Linked DNA regions of Mus musculus: regions 1, 2, 3, 5 and 6 are each linked to region 4. Evidence: chromatin contacts called from public ChIA-PET, HiChIP or PLAC-seq and promoter capture Hi-C data. All regions are on one chromosome and are shown on one strand. Each heading gives the region's core, a stretch centred on a gene start, on an enhancer-like site or on the middle of the called end of the contact. The rest is flanking DNA. Distances are from core to core; before and after follow the strand shown.

What was found. Promoter capture Hi-C pulls out the DNA fragments that hold promoters and counts their contacts. ChIA-PET counts read pairs in DNA pulled down with a chosen protein or histone mark. HiChIP or PLAC-seq counts read pairs in DNA pulled down with a chosen protein or histone mark.
Region 1: a promoter capture Hi-C map of hippocampal neurons shows a contact between it and region 4, with 4 times the contacts expected there. The contact joins the promoter of Nobox here to the promoter of Fam131b in region 4. A contact is called at or near these places in 2 of 39 promoter capture datasets (the 3T3-L1 cell line and hippocampal neurons) and 1 of 115 datasets of contacts at active chromatin or transcription factors (forebrain).
Region 2: a promoter capture Hi-C map of maxillary cranial neural crest shows a contact between it and region 4. The contact joins the promoter of Trpv6 here to the promoter of Fam131b in region 4. A contact is called at or near these places in 5 of 39 promoter capture datasets (cranial neural crest, frontonasal cranial neural crest, liver and 1 more) and 2 of 115 datasets of contacts at active chromatin or transcription factors (SST interneurons and embryonic forebrain).
Region 3: an RNA polymerase II ChIA-PET map of memory CD8 T cells shows a contact between it and region 4, with 33 read pairs. The contact joins the enhancer-like site here to the promoter of Fam131b in region 4. A contact is called at or near these places in 3 of 39 promoter capture datasets (cranial neural crest, liver and maxillary cranial neural crest) and 4 of 115 datasets of contacts at active chromatin or transcription factors (embryonic stem cells, large pre-B cells, memory CD8 T cells and 1 more).
Region 5: a promoter capture Hi-C map of embryonic stem cells shows a contact between it and region 4, with 16 read pairs. The contact joins the promoter of Arhgef5 here to the promoter of Fam131b in region 4. A contact is called at or near these places in 7 of 39 promoter capture datasets (the 3T3-L1 cell line, cranial neural crest, embryonic stem cells and 2 more), 1 of 484 Hi-C or Micro-C datasets (embryonic stem cells) and 1 of 115 datasets of contacts at active chromatin or transcription factors (pancreatic cancer cells).
Region 6: an H3K4me3 HiChIP or PLAC-seq map of forebrain shows a contact between it and region 4, with 6 times the contacts expected there. The contact joins the enhancer-like site here to the promoter of Fam131b in region 4. A contact is called at or near these places in 7 of 39 promoter capture datasets (the 3T3-L1 cell line, cranial neural crest, hippocampal neurons and 2 more) and 1 of 115 datasets of contacts at active chromatin or transcription factors (forebrain).

The regions. Positions count from the first base shown.
Region 1 is chr6:43,308,108-43,310,807 of GRCm38.p6, forward strand. It overlaps Nobox (NOBOX oogenesis homeobox), which reads right to left and starts at 1,447. Exons shown (of 9, transcript NM_130869.3): 1 at 1,383-1,447. The coding sequence starts at 1,419.
Region 2 is chr6:41,635,008-41,637,707 of GRCm38.p6, forward strand. Trpv6 (transient receptor potential cation channel, subfamily V, member 6) reads right to left here and starts at 1,398. Exons shown (of 15, transcript NM_022413.4): 1 at 976-1,398. The coding sequence starts at 1,223.
Region 3 is chr6:41,553,143-41,555,842 of GRCm38.p6, forward strand. It overlaps Tcrb. Among named protein-coding and RNA genes, the nearest start is that of Prss2, 33 kb to the left of the region's middle. Within about 2 kb of position 1,414, at least 89 of the 459 cell types and tissues checked have an H3K27ac peak or open chromatin away from gene starts, as enhancers often do. A contact at or near this core is called in memory CD8 T cells and pancreatic cancer cells, where this site is marked.
Region 4 is chr6:42,323,266-42,325,965 of GRCm38.p6, forward strand. It overlaps Fam131b (family with sequence similarity 131, member B), which reads right to left and starts at 1,375. Exons shown (of 7, transcript NM_029528.5): 1 at 1,177-1,375. The coding sequence starts at 1,204.
Region 5 is chr6:43,264,297-43,266,996 of GRCm38.p6, forward strand. It overlaps Arhgef5 (Rho guanine nucleotide exchange factor (GEF) 5), which reads left to right and starts at 1,348. Exons shown (of 15, transcript NM_133674.1): 1 at 1,348-1,447.
Region 6 is chr6:43,291,251-43,293,950 of GRCm38.p6, forward strand. No RefSeq gene overlaps it. Among named protein-coding and RNA genes, the nearest start is that of Nobox, 17 kb to the right of the region's middle. Within about 2 kb of position 1,376, at least 95 of the 459 cell types and tissues checked have an H3K27ac peak or open chromatin away from gene starts, as enhancers often do. A contact at or near this core is called in liver, where this site is marked.

The DNA.
Region 1 (2,700 bases), core at 197-2,696, 980 kb after region 4:
AGTCTTAATGTGAGAACAGTGGAAAGCTGTGTATACATTTTCTCAAATTTCCCCAGACATCAGAGGTGCAGGCTCAGGCGACAAGCATCTGTTTGATATTTCTAATAGACAACCATTGGGGAGGGGTGAATAGGAAGAGAGAAGCAGGCAGACTGCCATCCTGGCTTTCCTCAGACTAGCCCTGGTTTCAGAAGGGAAGCAAGGCACTGTGGGTTGCAGAGGAGATAAAGCAGGGCCCTGGATCTTCCAGAGCCCAGGCACGAGCGGCAGAGGCCATCAGAGGGGGAATCACATGAATGAATGATGGAGGCTTTACCTTCCCCAATCCTTTCCCCCTCCTAGCCCTCAATCCACGTGTTCTGGTTCCTCCCTCCTCTCCTTCCTTCCGCCCAGTCCCACTCTTCTGCAGGTGAGGAAGCCCTCATCTGGAAGGAAAAAACCCTCCAACCAGCTGCGAAGCTCGCCCTCCCCGCCGCTTAGGCAACTCTTAGAGATGGGCTTGCAGTGGAGCACAGAACCCATTTGACCTCCCCCTCACCCCCATGTACTTCCCCCTAGGTGAAGAAATGCGGGTAGGCTTTAAATAATCAACCCAAGATCACACAGGGATTCGGTCCAGGGGCTCAGTCTACTCTCAGCCACCTCCTGGAATCCAAACGCTTCTCCTAGTTACTTCAAGTACTTATCACAAAAGAAAATTCACCTCAGGGAGTTGCTGTCATTTCCAACGAAACCAGAAACTGTGTAAGTAAACGGTAACTGAAGCCTTTGACTATACCTCTAAAAAAACTTTCTAATAATAGATAAAGCTGGGGGCAAGTCCTGGCCCAGGCGCCTTTTCCAGATGATTCTATATACACCGTAGAACCCTGTCAGAGAGGTGGAGGCGGGGTGCAACCAGAGGGTGAAGGCAGTAATGGTGTCAAGGGTCGCTGGGACAAACACCTTTAATCCCAGCACTTGGGAGGCAGAGGCAGGCGGTCTACAAAGTGAGTTCCAGGACAGCCAGGGCTATACAGAGAAACCCTGTCTCAAAAAACAAACAAACAAACAAACAAACAAACAAACAAAAAGTTTCATAACGGTGATTAACATGTAGCACAGTAATAAGCATGGTACGGAGTAGGCACTCCACAAACATGGACCTTATTCCACTAATGTACCGTAGTGAAAGGGGCGAAGAGTGGGAGAAGCTAGGTTAGAGCGGTTCTTTATCCCCAGCACACCGGAGATGATCCCTCACCAGAAGGATGTGGTTAGGTGACCCCCCTTTCCCATTACCCACAGACCTAAACATGCTCTCGAGGCTGGCCCAGTGAGCAGCAGCCCTCACAGGCTCAGCAAACCGTCCTCACTAAGGCCAATCCCCAATGGGTGCTCACCCTGCATTTTCTTGCAGAGCTTCTCCGTAGGTTCCATGGCCCAGGCTCCCTCTCCTGAGCTCGCCCTGGTACCACAGGCGCGCGGCTTTAATGAAGTCCGTGGGGTGGCCAGGTGTGTGGAGTCTGCACAGGTCATGCAGCGCAGCCGCAGCGGAGCTGGCGCCCCCCAACTCCACCCCCAGGGCGAGGCACCGCACACCTGGGGTGGGGGCTGGGAGAGCCATCCTGCAGTTCCCTGTGAGCCAAGGGTACCAGATACTGGTCAAAGACACCTCCCCAAAGTCGGGGCAGGAGCAGAACAGCAATGGAAGGGGGGATCCCAGGCTAACCCACATCCTAGCACGCAGTGAACGGACATGGTTGTGGCTCCCCTCTTGACCCTTGAATATGAGCCTGTCCTAGCTACTGCTTGCTTCAAGGATTCTTGTGCCTCAAAGTCCTAACTGACTTGAGTAGCCTTAACATACAGATCCAGGGGCAAAGACAGGAATGGAGTTGAAAGTACCCCAGGCCTGGAGGAGACTAAACCTCTCGGATCCCGCACAAGTTTGCAAGTATAGACGAGGTTCAAGCGAGTCCAGGTTTTCTTATTAGGCTTGCCCATTGAATATCAGCTTTCTGGATATTGAACCAGGATAAGAGAGACTCCTGGTTCATGGAATGTTTATTTCTGTTAGGAAAAAAGATAGCAAAATTATACAGTTCTTACTTCTTCTTCAACCGGAGTGGAGTGGGAGGGGGGTGAGGAATGTGAGTGTTGGCCAGATTGAAACAGCTGCGGCAAGCTGGGGGAGGAAGAGCCGCTTCTAACCCGGGCTCACGTGTTTTGATTTTAGTTACTTCCAAGGTTCTGGACACCAGGCATTTTTTTCCTGCCATATTAAACAATCAGCTACCGGGACATTTTCCTGTGTCTAAAGATCATTTTTGAGAGACTTCTGACAGGAGTAGGAGTCTTAGTTATTTCTGCAACATAAAGCTCTAAATTAACTAAAGGCCAGTGAGATGGCTCGGTGGTAAAAATTAAAAAAAAAAAAATGCGCTTGTTTTACAAACCTGAGTTCAGCCCCCAGTGAAATGTTGGAGAGAACCAACTCCTGAAAGGTATCCCTTGACCCCATAGTCTTAGGACGATGGCATGAGCCACCCCCACCCCCCACCCCCCAACTCTTTAAAGAGAATTTTAGGCTCAAAATCCAGTTTCTGGGCTAGAATATCTGCAGCGTTCTGTAAGGCCAGCAGGGTGTGGGCCCAGTGAAGCTGTTCTCTATGGGAAACCCAGCATCATTTGGTTGTGGCTGGAACATTATGGTTTTCT
Region 2 (2,700 bases), core at 148-2,647, 690 kb before region 4:
CTAAGACAAGCCCTGCATTCAGAGATGGAGAAAAACCTGAAGACAAAAACTTTCTGCCTTTCCTCTGTGAATACACATGCTACCTGTCACTGAATTGCCTTGGAGGGAAGCCACAAAAGCAGGACTTCCTTTTAGCATGTCACCAAATGGATGTGGAACCCCAATGGCAATGTCAGAGAGAAGAGTGCTCACAGGTTGGGCCCAAGATCCAGTGGATCATCCATTTTCCTGCTCTCAAAGCCAACTCTAAGATGCCATGAGTCAGGAGTGGCTACCAAGTAAATAGAAGGAAGTCTACTTTTAGCAGATAGAATCAAAATAGGAGATTTTCTAAGGGCTTAAACTCCAGACTCTCTCCCAGTCCCCCTAGCCTGAAAGATAGCATGGTGAGCATCTTTGGCATTGAGCCCAGGAGTCCATGCCAACCCATGAATAGAGGGGGAAGACACTCCAGGCTGCAACCGAGCATTGTTGGTTCTTTAAACTCAAGTAGCTGAGACAGATGCACAGGAATGATATGTATTTTCATATTTTTTGCCATCTTTTCTTACCTCTTTATTTATTCAGTCACTCATTCATTTCCACATGCATGCTTCTATATAAAATGTGTTTCTGTTATAGTCTGCTGTAGGGGCATGGAGTAGAGATACATAAGATATTACGCTGCCACCATCACCTTTTGGGGAGATAGCTTACAAGGGGGTAGTGAGATGCCTGGCTACTGGGGAAGTACTCACAGGAATCCTGCAGAAATGAATGGTACCTTAAGGGAAACTAACAACTGTGCCCAGGCAACTTCCCACCTGACATTCTGGCCAGCTAGGCTCACAGGCTAAGGCTCAGGAGACGGTGCTAACAAGGGGCACAAACTGTCCAGACAGGGTGCTAAGAGAAGACTCAAGCAAGCCAGGAGGGGTGGGGTGTAAGCCCTGCTGCTGCAGAGGTAGAAGACGCAGAAGCAGATGGCAAACTTACCTCTTCTGCTGCAGCAGGTTCTGCTCGTCTCGGCTCTGAGCCCAGGACTCTTGTCTGTGGAACCATCTGCAGAACTTGTTCCATAGGCAGAGTATTAACCCCTTCTCCTTGGGCAGGGACCACCCCATGGGGTGGAAGGCTGGTTCCTTGGGGGGCTGAGGCTGATGCCAGACCCCAACTGGGCTCGACCCTGGGGCCACATTGGCACCCCCAAGAGCCGGCCTGTCCTCTCTCTGTAGAGGTCCCGTCTCCTGTCTTCTGTCTCCTACTTCACCTGTGGAGCTGCTGAGGCTTCCCGTGGCTGCCCCTAGGAGCCTGAAGAGGGCTCCTGCTTTGTTCCTCTTGGCCGGGCTGGAAATCTGCTGGGCTTGTGTCTCTGGAGCTCCTGTTGGGAGTGAGCAGGAGCTATGTGGGCACTCCCTCCCTCCTCCCAAATTACCTGAGATTTAAAGAGACAGGCCCCAAAGTCCTGCCTACTGAGACCATGCGTCAGCTGCAACTCTCTCCACCCTGGAACTCTTCCCCTGTTCTTAGGTCTTCAAAGAGATTAAAGAGCTGGCCCCTGGACTTTGGGATACCCAGTGACCTTTTTCTAGGAAGGCTGGGACAGGTCAGGCTCATTGCAGGATGGAGGAACTTCTGTCTGTTTTTACTGAAGGTCTGGGTTTTAAGTTCTCTTGACTCTCAGGGTTAAATGTCTCACCTGGCCCTGAACAAATATATAAATAGCAAAAATCTCACCCACTTTGAGTTAGCACTGGTTTCTGTAAAGTACCAGACACTACATGTAAGTATTTTAGGCATTATAAACCCAGTATAGTCTTTTCTCTTTGGCTGTGGGTGGTCTCCATTATCACCATTTAATGATGTAATATCCATCCCCAAGCTAGTGAGTCAGGGTATAAAATCTAGTGGTGGAAGATTGGGATTTTTCTAGGGGTAGGTGGGTTACCAAATAAGACACAGGTTGGTCCCAGTGAGGTGGCACCAACCTGTAATTCCAGCCCTGTATATGTAGATGCAGAAAATGGAAAGTTGGAGGGCAGCCTGTGCTACACAGGGAAACTTTGTCTGGAAATTAAAGCTATAAGAATGCCTAGATAATTTTTTTCAATAAATATAAATATTTTATATGCTCTAGAGCATTTTATCTAGCAACCTCCCCATAAAGACATTGGGTCATTGCCACTGGCACTAGGCGCAACAATTGAGTGTGTCTCCACAAACTCACGTGGAACCTATAAGGCAGTTACTATTCATATTTTGCCCATGGAGATAATAGAGGTTCCAAGTGCTAGAGCGAATCCTTGAGGTCTGAGAAGTGAGAAGTGAAACCCAAACTCACCTGGTGCTCTGTAGTCTGCCCTGTTTAGGCTTTTTCATGCACTCACGCTAATAGGCAAAATGATTTCTGCCAGAGTTAAGACTTCCACAGACAAAGTCACAGGCATCCTGGGTCGCAGCAGCAGGAGCAGCAGCAGCATTGAACTGCAGCAGGGGCCAACCTGCAGATAAATCTGGCTTATTTGCCTTATGTGGAAGAACCTCTGCCTCATTCAAAATTCTTCTGCCTCCCAGGGGGCTCAATTATCTGGGATGGCAGATGGCTGTTGAAGTCACAGGTGTCTGTATGTCACTCTCCAGCTTCAGCTTGTTGTTTTCTATGTCTGATTCAAAGATCAGGAAGGCTCAATATGTGTGTGTGTGTGTGTGTGTGTGTGTGTG
Region 3 (2,700 bases), core at 164-2,663, 770 kb before region 4:
CCTGGCTCAACACTTCACTTCCAGTTCTCTCTCTCTCTCTCTCTCTCTCTCTCTCTCTCTCTCTCTCTCTCTCTCTCTCTCTCCCTCCCTCTCTCTCTCTCTCTCTCTCTCTCTCTCTCTCTCTCTCTCTCTCTCTCTCATTCCCTCAAATGTACAGTTCTGAGCATTTCTTTCTCCTAGTGGATCAGTTACTTTCTTATAAAAACATTTCAGCTCACTTTTATCCTTCTATCATTCTGAAAGCACTGTATTCAGAAAAAAAAAAAACTCAGCACCAGGTGGGTTCTGACCTACATAGAGTAAAGAGGGAGTTAGTTATACCCCTTGTTTTTGATGTGTTAGGTATCATTTGGGTGGGGCGACTTTTTACCTTTGTATGTCTACATCCTGCCGTTGACTCAGAGATCACTTGGGACTCAAAACTCTAGTTCTTTCACACATGTGCTGCATCTGAGCCATGTACCCCCTCTGTGTGTGCAAATTGTTGCTTTTCTATCTGTGAGGATGTGCAGGAGACCAAAATGTACTTCGGTTCTCTTGCATTTATTTCTTTAGTGCTTCTTCCAAACTTACCAAGTCTCAACAAGATTCTAATTCTGTAGTCCATTATATTTATCCCTCTATCCTCACACTCTCTCAGATGGGATCATGTCGCCTTATTTAATCTTATACAAGTGATTCACAAAATCACAGCAAGATCTCAGCTCGATATGGAGCACATGTTCTCCAAACTCTGCCTGGAGTCCAGGATCTGCTAAAACTCAGAGAATCAGTTCTTCCCCCTCCTCTCTCCCCAGCTGCAGAATGCATTTACCATCTCCAGCTTTCCAGATCCCTTCAATTCCTGTGAACCAAGGTGCTCCATAAGGAGCCTCAGACCCTACTTAGTGGTTTGTTGATGAAAATTCTGCAGGCCTTGTAGCACTGACAGAATGGTAAGTGGGGAAATCTAAGTCCTTCCCAGCTCCAGACACACACATTGTGATATATCTTACAAGGCATCTGACCTGCAAAGGGACAGTGCTGATCTTGAGTCCCATAGTTAACCAGGCACAGTAGGACCCTTAATACTTGTTTCCCTGACCGATTCCAGCAAAGAGATATAGGAACATGATAAAAAAAATAATCTTAAGAAGAACTGTTTTTCATCAAACATCAGCAAGTGAAGAGATGCATTCCTGGGACTTTTCGGTTCCTGAAGACAATGGGGGAAGGGGTGGAAGCATCTCACCCCAGGTCTGGCTGTTTATCTGTAAGTAACATCAGCACCAAGTAAGAATGGCCACCTGCCATAGCTCCATCTCCAGGAGTCACAACAGGATGTGGTTTGACATTTACCAGGTCCTACATCTGGGGTGCCTGTGAATGCTCCCCCACTCACTCACATTCTGAGCATTTTGGGAACCACACTTGCCACATCCTGTCTTCAAACCCTTCTCATGCAGCCCTTTCTACCTCAGCCTCTAGCTATCACCGTGACAGTGAGAACAACCAAGAGGAGGGTCTCTAAAGGGGAACCCATATATCTCATCTCAAGCCCCCCATCTAAACTATCTTACATCTGTTAGAAGTCACACAGGAAACAGAAGCCTTCAGTATGCACCATGGAGACAGGTGCAATAACAGCTCTGACCTCATTAGGGTTCCCATGGCTCCCACATCACCGCTCTTCCCACTTCTCTTTCCACTTAACCCCAACTCCAGTCACCCTCTCTTCACAAGTATCCTCCATTTCCTTCAACTAATGTAATGAGAGCCCATTCATGTAATGAGTCACAGGAACAGAGTCTAAATAATAAACCGAATGAAAAATAGATGGTCTGTCTGTCCTGCATTCATTGGCTGGCTTTCGCTGGGGTGTATCCTCTGTGAGTAAGGGCTGTAAAGTGAATGTGCTTTGTATTTCCTGCCTCATGTGGGTAAGATGAGGGAAACGTCTACACACAACACAGGAAAGAATGGAAAACCAGACCTCCAGAAACTCTCAAATGAGGAAGTGGGAACTCGCAAAATATACAAGCCAATCCTGCTCTATCCATCACACACTCAACTAAATCATATAATCTTTAAAAAATCATATGAAGTAGCCCAGCCTTCCTAAGGCTGGGCCTTTTTCTACCTTCTAGAAGCAGTCAAGGGGCCCCAGTCAATCCCATTATGGCTTAGATCCTTGAGGGGAGTTTCTCTAACTTCTGTGGTCCTCAGCAGCCTGTGTGTGAAAATCAGGCAATGATATCCTTAGGGATAGTTATTGTGACACATTTATAAAGTCAAAGTCAAAATCAGCATCCTTACAGATCTCCTAGAAAAGAAGCCACATTTAACCAGGAACCATGACATTGATGTTGGCAGCAGGTAGCACCTACTATTAGGATATGCCATCCTGAAGTGTTTTCCTGTTTTCCCTAGTTATAATGACTGAGGTTTTGACCTTTGGGTACAATTGAAACAGTTATGGCAGCAGAATCTTTATGCATAAATAGAGGCAGATAACTAAATGCAGGATAATGACTTGCTCTAGTGTGTATACATGGTTTTCAGGACTCTCCTTAAACAGCCTCTTCTTGTGTGCTACATTATCCTTAGCCATCACTAGGATTTTCTTTTTCTCATTTGCTGTTTCCAAGACTTTAAAGACGCTGAGATTTCTGTGTTTCTATTCAAACAATCCTCTCATTTGGAACTTAATTGTATTAAATC
Region 4 (2,700 bases), core at 125-2,624:
GGAAGAGGGGGAGCTGAGTCAGAGCCTTAGGGGGCAGGGAGATGGAGGGGAGGAGAACAGGGAAAGAGGTAAAAGCAGAGGAGGGTCTCCATGGAAATAAACCGGGTCTCAGAAATCAGGCTTCCGGAGAGTGTAGTTTGTTTGTAATAATAATACGAATTATTCTCTCAGCCTGAGGTCACTAGGGCGTGTAGGCGGGAGAAATTGGGAGTTAGGAAGGGGAAAATTGGGGGGTTTGGGAGAGGACTGTACTAATGTGTTCAGCCCTAAAGTGGAATGGATGCGTAGGGTGGGGGTAGGGGGCGGTAGTAAGGCAGGGGCTGGAAGGAGAGGACCATTAAGGAAGCGCCTTTCTTCCCTCCCCCTGCCAAAGGTAAATAAAAAGCCGGCCCTGCTCCGCCTGCCCCCGCTGACAGGTGCAGGCGGGTCCCAGGGTTCCTAGGCGGACCCCACCCTCTGGGAAGCGGACTCCCGACCTCTCTCGGGGAGGTAAACCTCCACCTCCTCCCTGAGTCCACGGCTCTTCCAGAGCACCCCGGCCCAAGACCATTCCCTCCAAGCGTGGAACCCATTCCCTCCCGGTGGCACACGCTCTTCCCGCCCCCGCCCCAGAGGGAAAATGCACGTGAACAAAGCAAATCGGGGGGAGGCAGGAGCGACGGGAAAAGGCTACCAAGAGGGAAATGGTTGGGGGCAAAACACACATGCCATATGGAGAAGAGGGTGAAGATGGGAGGGGGCGTGCGGAAGAAAGTCAGGGATGAGGCTGGAGAGGAGGTTCTGAGAAGAGGGGCTGCTCCCGAAAGAAGGGCTCGGGGAGGCTCTGGCTACAGCAGAGTAGACGCGAATGGCCTGAAGGTGGAGGGATGGGGCCATCGGGAGTAGGGAACAGCGACTGAGCCGCGAAGGATGCTGTGGAGAGGCTACCAGGGAAGGACCGCGCCTGCGGGAGGGCGATGGAGAGAAGGCTATGAGCTGAGAGGGATGGAAGCCCTGGAGGCGCGAGGGCACAAGGATAGAGGGACCTTAGCGGATGGAGGGAAAGTAAAGGCGCGAGGCAGGGCCGGGCGGGCGCGGAGGGAGGTCCCCAGGGGCAAGGATGGGGATGGGGGAGGGGGCCGGAGGAGCGCCCCGGGGCGAGCTTGCCCCTGACCCGCGCCGGGCTGCGGTACCCACCCACAGTCCGCGAGCCGATGCAGCCCATGGCTCCGGGGGCCGCCGGGTCCCGGCCCTCACCGACTCGGGGCCCTCGCCGGGGGGAGCACCGGGAACCGCGCCGCCGCCCCAGCCGCTCTGCAGCGCCGCGGCTGTCTCCGCTCGGCTCCGCTCCCCCCTCCCCTCTCCATCCCTCCCCACGGCAGCCTCCGTCGCCGCCGCTGCCGCCGCCGCCACCGCCTGGCTCCCCCGCCCCGCTCAGCTCTCCGCGGCCGGGGAGGGGGCTGCTCGGGGATTGGCTGCGCGCAGAGCCTCCCCGCCCTGCCCCCGACCGGGCACCGCGCTCCCCGCGCCCCTCGCCGCGCTGCAACCACGTCCCTCCGCCTGTCCTTCGCAACCCCCGCCCCTGAGCTCCTCGCCATCCCCGCTGAGTTCTCCCGGGAGATGCTGATGGAGAATGTGGATAATAACCCGCTTGTCTCAGGAGCCCGGTCAGGAAGCCAGGGCCCACCCTTAGGATATGCTTGATGGACTTTGAGGGCTGCGGGGTGAGAAGGCCGAGAGAGAAAGTGGGGCGGAGATGAGAGAACACCCTGCTTGGCCTTGGGTACCAAATTCCGCAAACATTTGTTTTCTTCCTGATGCTGCATCTGGGACGCACGAATCGGGATTGGATGCTGTTCTGGTTGCCCGGCGTTTCACGTGCGTTGCTTTGCCCACCCAAACATATTGTGAAGTCTTTGCCAGTGGATGCTGCGAGATGCTTCCCTGTCCTCTAGCTGTTTTGGGATGGGTGTGGGGATGGTGCAAGTATTCTAGCTCTAGGCTTGGGTCCGGATGGGAGGAGAATGGGAATAATTCTATTGCAGCTGTAGGGAAATGAAAATATCAGGATCGGAAACCGGCCGCAAGACATGGCTTTAAATCAGAATTTAACTTTTCTGAGCTTTATGTGGATGTCCGGAAGCAGCAAAAGGGAGAATACTGCCCCCTGCCGAGAAGGGTCAGCACTACACCAAGGGCCCCATGGGAAAGGAAAGGGAGATCTGAGTTGGGAGAGTCAGCAGGCACTATTTCAACTGGCAAGAAGAGTCTAGAAGACACACTAGGAAGGACAAGGAGACCATTTCCTCTTAGTCGAACCAGTAACTGCAAACCTTGGGCAAGCGGGTCTGGGTGGTACCATTGACAACAATGGTAACAACAAAAAGCAAACACTAATTCTGGGCCAGCTTGTTTTCCATAGGTTTTTGTCTCTTTCCTGGGATTAGAGAGGAAGAGGGGCAGGAGGCCTTGTGGGTTTGAGGCAGAGAAAAAGGGCATGCCTTACACGTGTAAGTTTGTGACATTTAGATTATGATTGAGGAATTACGTCTGATGACATCCCAGATGAAGATATGGGAGAGGATAGATATTTTTGCTCATTTTGGTACTATAACAAAATTCCTGAGACCAGGAAGTTTATAAAGATTGGAAGTTTGGAGGCTGGAAAGGCCAAGAACTTAGTGTTTGCAACTGCTGCAAGTGTCCTAAGGGCTTTGATGC
Region 5 (2,700 bases), core at 98-2,597, 940 kb after region 4:
GACAGACACCAGCAACTTCTGCAGCAGAGGTTAACAAAATGTGTTCACCCACTAGAGATCAGGACTTTCTGAGTCCTTAGGGTTTCTCTCCCAGTCTAGAAGGAACTTTTTGACCAGCTTTAATTTTCAGATTCTCTTCACTCCTTGTTCTATGCCCTTGCTGGGTTTATGAAGCATGCTGGCCTGCCCTTATATGGCCGAATCCTAGACTTGGCATTTCTTATTATTTCCTGTATACTTCACTGCAATTATGAGTGTGTCTAAGCTAGCTAAACTCTTTAAAGTTTAATCCTCCAAAAGAGCATGACGGAACTAGGGCATTTTTTGAACACTGCATTGCTTCGGGACTATCAGAGAGGAGGCCTTTCTCCCTTGGTCATGTTTGATTCTGCAGGGCCTTCCAAACAACTGCTTAGCCTCTTCTGCCAGGGCCAGTGCAGCAGCGGTGGACACAGGGATCAGGGGACAGTCTACCCACAAAAGCTGATTGCAGTTGTGGGCCACAGCATTCCTAAAAGAAAAACAGCCAAAGAGCCTGTTAATTCTCCTGGGGAAAAAGTCATTATGGTACCCCCCAGAGCCAGGAATGGGTTTGGGGAGGGAGCCTGTGGACAGAACATCCAAAGTTCCTGTCATTAGGTAAAGGTGTGTGTGTGTGTGTGTGTGTGTGTGTGTGTGTGTGTGTGTGTATTCTCTCTCCGAATACTGGAAAGAACAGAGGAGGGTCATACAAACTGAGACATAAGATCTTAAAATGAACTCTGGAACATGGTGGCAAACAGAGGCTATCTACAGAAAAGACATAAGAATGTTTCACATGCACCCAGTGAAGAGAGAGAGGAACATGGGAAGGAGAGAGGGGGGTAGAGAGGGAGAGACAAGAGATAGAGAAGCATACAGACAGGAACAGAAGAACTTGTGCAAGAACCCTTTATCTTATGGCAAACACCAAGTAAAGAAACACGCTGACAATCCCAAATCTCAGATGTTCGGAAACATCGAGGGGCAGAAAGTCAGCCGGGTCCGGATGAGCCTCAGTTGGAGACCTGACGAGGACCCACGGAGGAAGAGACACGCAGGGGAGTCTAGGGCCACGCCGGACACCGGCGAGTCCCGTGCCCAGTTCTCTCCTGCGGCTCCTTGGTGACTCCTGCCTGGGTTCTGCCCCTGGACGGCCACGGCCTGCCGGTGCTGTGGGTAGAGCTCAATCCCGCGGAGCTCGCTCTTCCCAGCTCTGCCCGGAGCTGCCCCTCCCCCGGGAAGGTGTGTCCCTGTTTCCTCACCTGAAACTTCCTTGGGAGAAGCCGGTCCCTCCCTCCCGTCCGGCGGCAGGGGCGGGCCGCGGGTGGGGCGCCGGGGCGGCCTGGCCTGGCTGGGGACCGCGGCGGGCGCCCGGACCTGGAGGGGACTCTCGGGCCAGCCCGGGGCAGCATGTGACTCCGACCAGGTGGGTGCTCTCTTCTCTTCTGAGCCCCGGACTCTGGGTGGTCGTGGAGCCGGGTGGAGGTAAGGCAGGGGCGGGAAAGAAGAGAGAACTAGGCCTCCCCCGGGACCAGTCCCGGCCAGGTCCCGGGGCGCAGACTCCGGAAATGGGGGGCTGGGCCAGTGGGCCGGGCTCCGAGTGAGGGGCTGAGTACCTGGTCGGGACCGGGAAGGGAGCTGGAAGGAATGGCCTCCTGGCAAACTTTGCTTTCCAACCAGGTCTGAGCCTTGGAAATGGGCACCCTGCCCCGCAATGTTCCCGGGCCAATAATCAGAACTTTTTTCCACCCGGAAAGTCGGGGCCCTGGGGAAAGCTAACTCCTATGATAAAGAATTCTTGAGATTCAGTTTCTAGACGGTTCCTTACCTGGAAGTGTCTTTTTTTTTTCTTTTGTAACCAGGCCTGGGCCTTGCTTCGTTATCTTCGCGGCATTTACATGCCTACGTATGTGTGAATCTATGTACACACCTCTCTCTCCGCTGTTAACTAAGGCTCTGAAATCTGAATCAGGGATCCTTGCCCTGAGTTCCCTCTCCCCCATTTACCTGTGTATAGGGAGTTTCTTGTTGGCCTCGGCACAAGGTTCTAAGGAACGTGTAAGAGAGCTATTCGGAATATCGCGGTGCGGTAGCCCATTTTCAGAGCCCTAGTTTGGGGCATCTTCTATAAATGCCTTTTTCCAGAACTGATCCGGGAGAGCTAGCCCTAGAGCCTCAGTTTTCAAGTCTTCTTCCCCTCCCCCTTTCCTGGATCTTGGGTTCTCTGGACAATCTTGTCCTCCTGTCGGCCTAGCAGTGAACTCTGGCCAGCGCTGTGTCAGACTGAGGGGGAAGGGCACACCAAACTGGAGAGTTGAGAGGGTGGTTTTCCTTTCAGCTTCCTTCCTCCCTTGCTCTCCCACTGTGCTCTCAGCTTTACTTCAAAAGCACCAAGTCCCAGAGAAACAGCCCCCAGTGTGGCCTCTTCCCACACTTCCTGCTTTATCTACACCTGGGGTATGCAAGCTTCTGGCTCTATCAAAACAGTCATCATTTGTTAACCAGTCCTCGGGTCTAAGACAGAACCCATGGACCTTAAAAGGACTTGGAGGGGACAAGGGGGAGGCTGAGTAGAGGACAGACAGCTTCTAAATTCTAAGTTTGTGGTAAAAGAGAGATGTAAGCATTGGGAGGGACAAGTCAGAAGGAATGTGAAGGGGTACCTCTTTTCAAAAGAAT
Region 6 (2,700 bases), core at 126-2,625, 970 kb after region 4:
TTCTCTGGATTCTCATGAATTTGCCAGGCTGCTGCCATTGGCCCTGAGCCCCAGCAGCTGCTTATGAGAAGGTGAGAAACACCTGAATTGAAACATCGAGGGCATTCAGCTTTTTGTTGCTTTTCTAAGTAAAGTCATGCACGGGGTTGGGGGATGTCATCACCAATAGGCCTGCTTTTAGATCTGAACAGAGAGGGCCATGGAGCTTACAATCAAGGAAATGTGTGCTGAGCTGATTCCTTTATGTACCTGTTTACAGCAAACTGAGTCATTTTTACAAATTCTTGTGAGTTGCTTATTCGAAGTCTGTTCACCACCGCTTTCAGTTAAAGTTAACTATGAGTTTAGGATTTTTATTGCATATTATTTAGTGCATCAGTTAGAATGAGTTTTTATAACAGCAACCTGTGGGGATTTTTTTTTTCCCTTACTTTTCAGGTCTGGGACTCAAATTTAGAGCATTGATTGGGAGGCCAACATTCCACTACTCATCTCCACTCCACAGTCCCCTTTTAAAAATTAACCTTTGGGATAACTCTTATTCAAGGGTCTAAATAGATTACATATATTGACTTCCTTCCTATGACACAGGTTTTATCTCCTAAACGTAAACTTGATTGTAGTTTGGATTCTCTTGAGGTACCCACATAATTTGTGCTTTTTCAATGGTATTTCCCACATTATGTATCTAATTATGTGATTAAGTATTTAGTGCTGTTTCCTTTATTAATAATTGTTGTCTGAATCAAATTGTAAAAACCAGTGTTTTGGCCCTTTGCAGACAGCGACTACTTCCTAATCCACCTCCCCGCAGCGCTGCTGAGCACTTGTGCATGTTTGAGCTTGGCTCTGAGACCTCTGTGTAAATATGTTAAGTGGTGATGACTTGGTTTTTTTCACTACCACAGACCAATGCCCCTAAAGCCACATTAGCTGTAAACATGACTCAGGAGCTGCATGACTGTAGGGACAGGAGCCAGCAGCTTAGTGTAATCTTCTCACTCTGAAACTAGGTGTGTGGAAAGGCCAAAGGTCACAAGCAACTGATCTGGAGAGATGGGCCAAACTCAGCCAGGAGTCGAATAAACTTCTTGCTTTGATACAGAACATTCTCTACTCTATGCCCTTTGACCCATCTTTCCAACCTGCCTGTTTTGAAGATGACAGTTACTAGTGGAAAGTTTCCTTGTTCCTTCCTTGTAAGGGTGCTCAGTCTAATGGCCACAGAATGTTACAAAAAGAAATGGCATCCAGTGAGCAGGGAGTGTGGATTCTGGGTGGGCAGTGGACAGAATTTGGGGAAGAAAGGAACTCTAAGCTGTTTTTCCCAGCTGGTAAGGGTGGAGGTGACTGGTGATCCCTGCTGCTTGGTGAATGAGTCATGGTGCCTGAGGGCAGAACTTGCAATAGGGAAGGGCTAAGTCTGGCCACAAATGAAGCACCAATGAGCAGATAAATATTTTCCTGGCACCTTACCTGAGTCTTTCAGAGAGGCAACTCTTCCTGAACAATGCAAACGGAAACTGTGGAGTAAGAGCCAGTCTGTGTGTGCACTAATATGGAAATTCTAAATCTGCTTGCAGACCGAGGGGCTCCCGAACACCAACGAGAAAGTTCAGACTGTTCAGGGAAGGCAGCCAAGATCAACAGACCATCAGCTATGATAGATCAGAGTCACAGAGAAACTGTAGGCCACCAAAGGAGTAAGCAGTCCTGGGATAAAAGGAAAAGAAGATGGGACGCATCCAGCTAGTTCTTGGGTGTTTTCCTAAGATCAAATTGTGACCCGAGGGAGATTTTTCCCTATTGGGGCTGAAAACTCCTGAAGACCTTTGTATCTTAACAGCCTCAGTCCTGTCCTTAGACAGACTTAGTGGAGCTAGAGATGGGAAGGGACTTGCTAAATGTCACACAGCCAATTAATTAAATATGAGCTACAGGTGCAAATAGCTCTGTGCTCTCCATTGAGATTTCAGCAGGTTGCCTTTGGAGTTTGCTGTTGTCATAAAAGGTCGAAGGTGATTGGCTGAGAGGTAGCAAGGTTGGACAGACAGAATGAGCAGCCCCGGTGATTCTGAGGGAGCAGGAGTGCTGGTGCTCACCGGGATGGGTGGTTAATAAGCAGGTGCACGTGATGGTGCTGAGCTGGGCTGAGCAACAGATTGGAAACAAGGGTCAAGGTGTGGTTTCCGAGTGATTTATTATCCTTACACAGTGGGCCTTGAGATTCTAGTGAGAACGTATGTTCTGTGTGTCTGTGCGTGCATGTGCTAGTGTGTATGCATGTGTATGTGTTTAAATTTGGAGGAGAAACATAAAAAAAAAGAATTTTTGGACACGGTGGATTTGATCCAGAAGACTGGATTTCCTCCCGGGAATGAAATAATGTCAGAATTAACTAACCGAAGAGAAACAGGGATTAGAAAGCAAATTGGCAGTTGAGCAGGTGCTCCTGTATGCCCTTGTGAGTGCTTTCTCACTTGCTCTCTACTTTATTTCTAGAGAGAGGGTCTCTCAGTGAGCATTGAACTTGCTAATTAGAGTGGCTGGCCAGGGAGCTCTGGAGATTCTCCTGTCTCTGCCCTCCCACCATGGGCATTTCAGGTATGCCCCGGATTTTTATTTGGATGCTGGGGATCAAATGCAGGTACTCGGGCTTTTGCAGCAAGCAGTTTACCAACTGAGCCATTTCTCCGATGC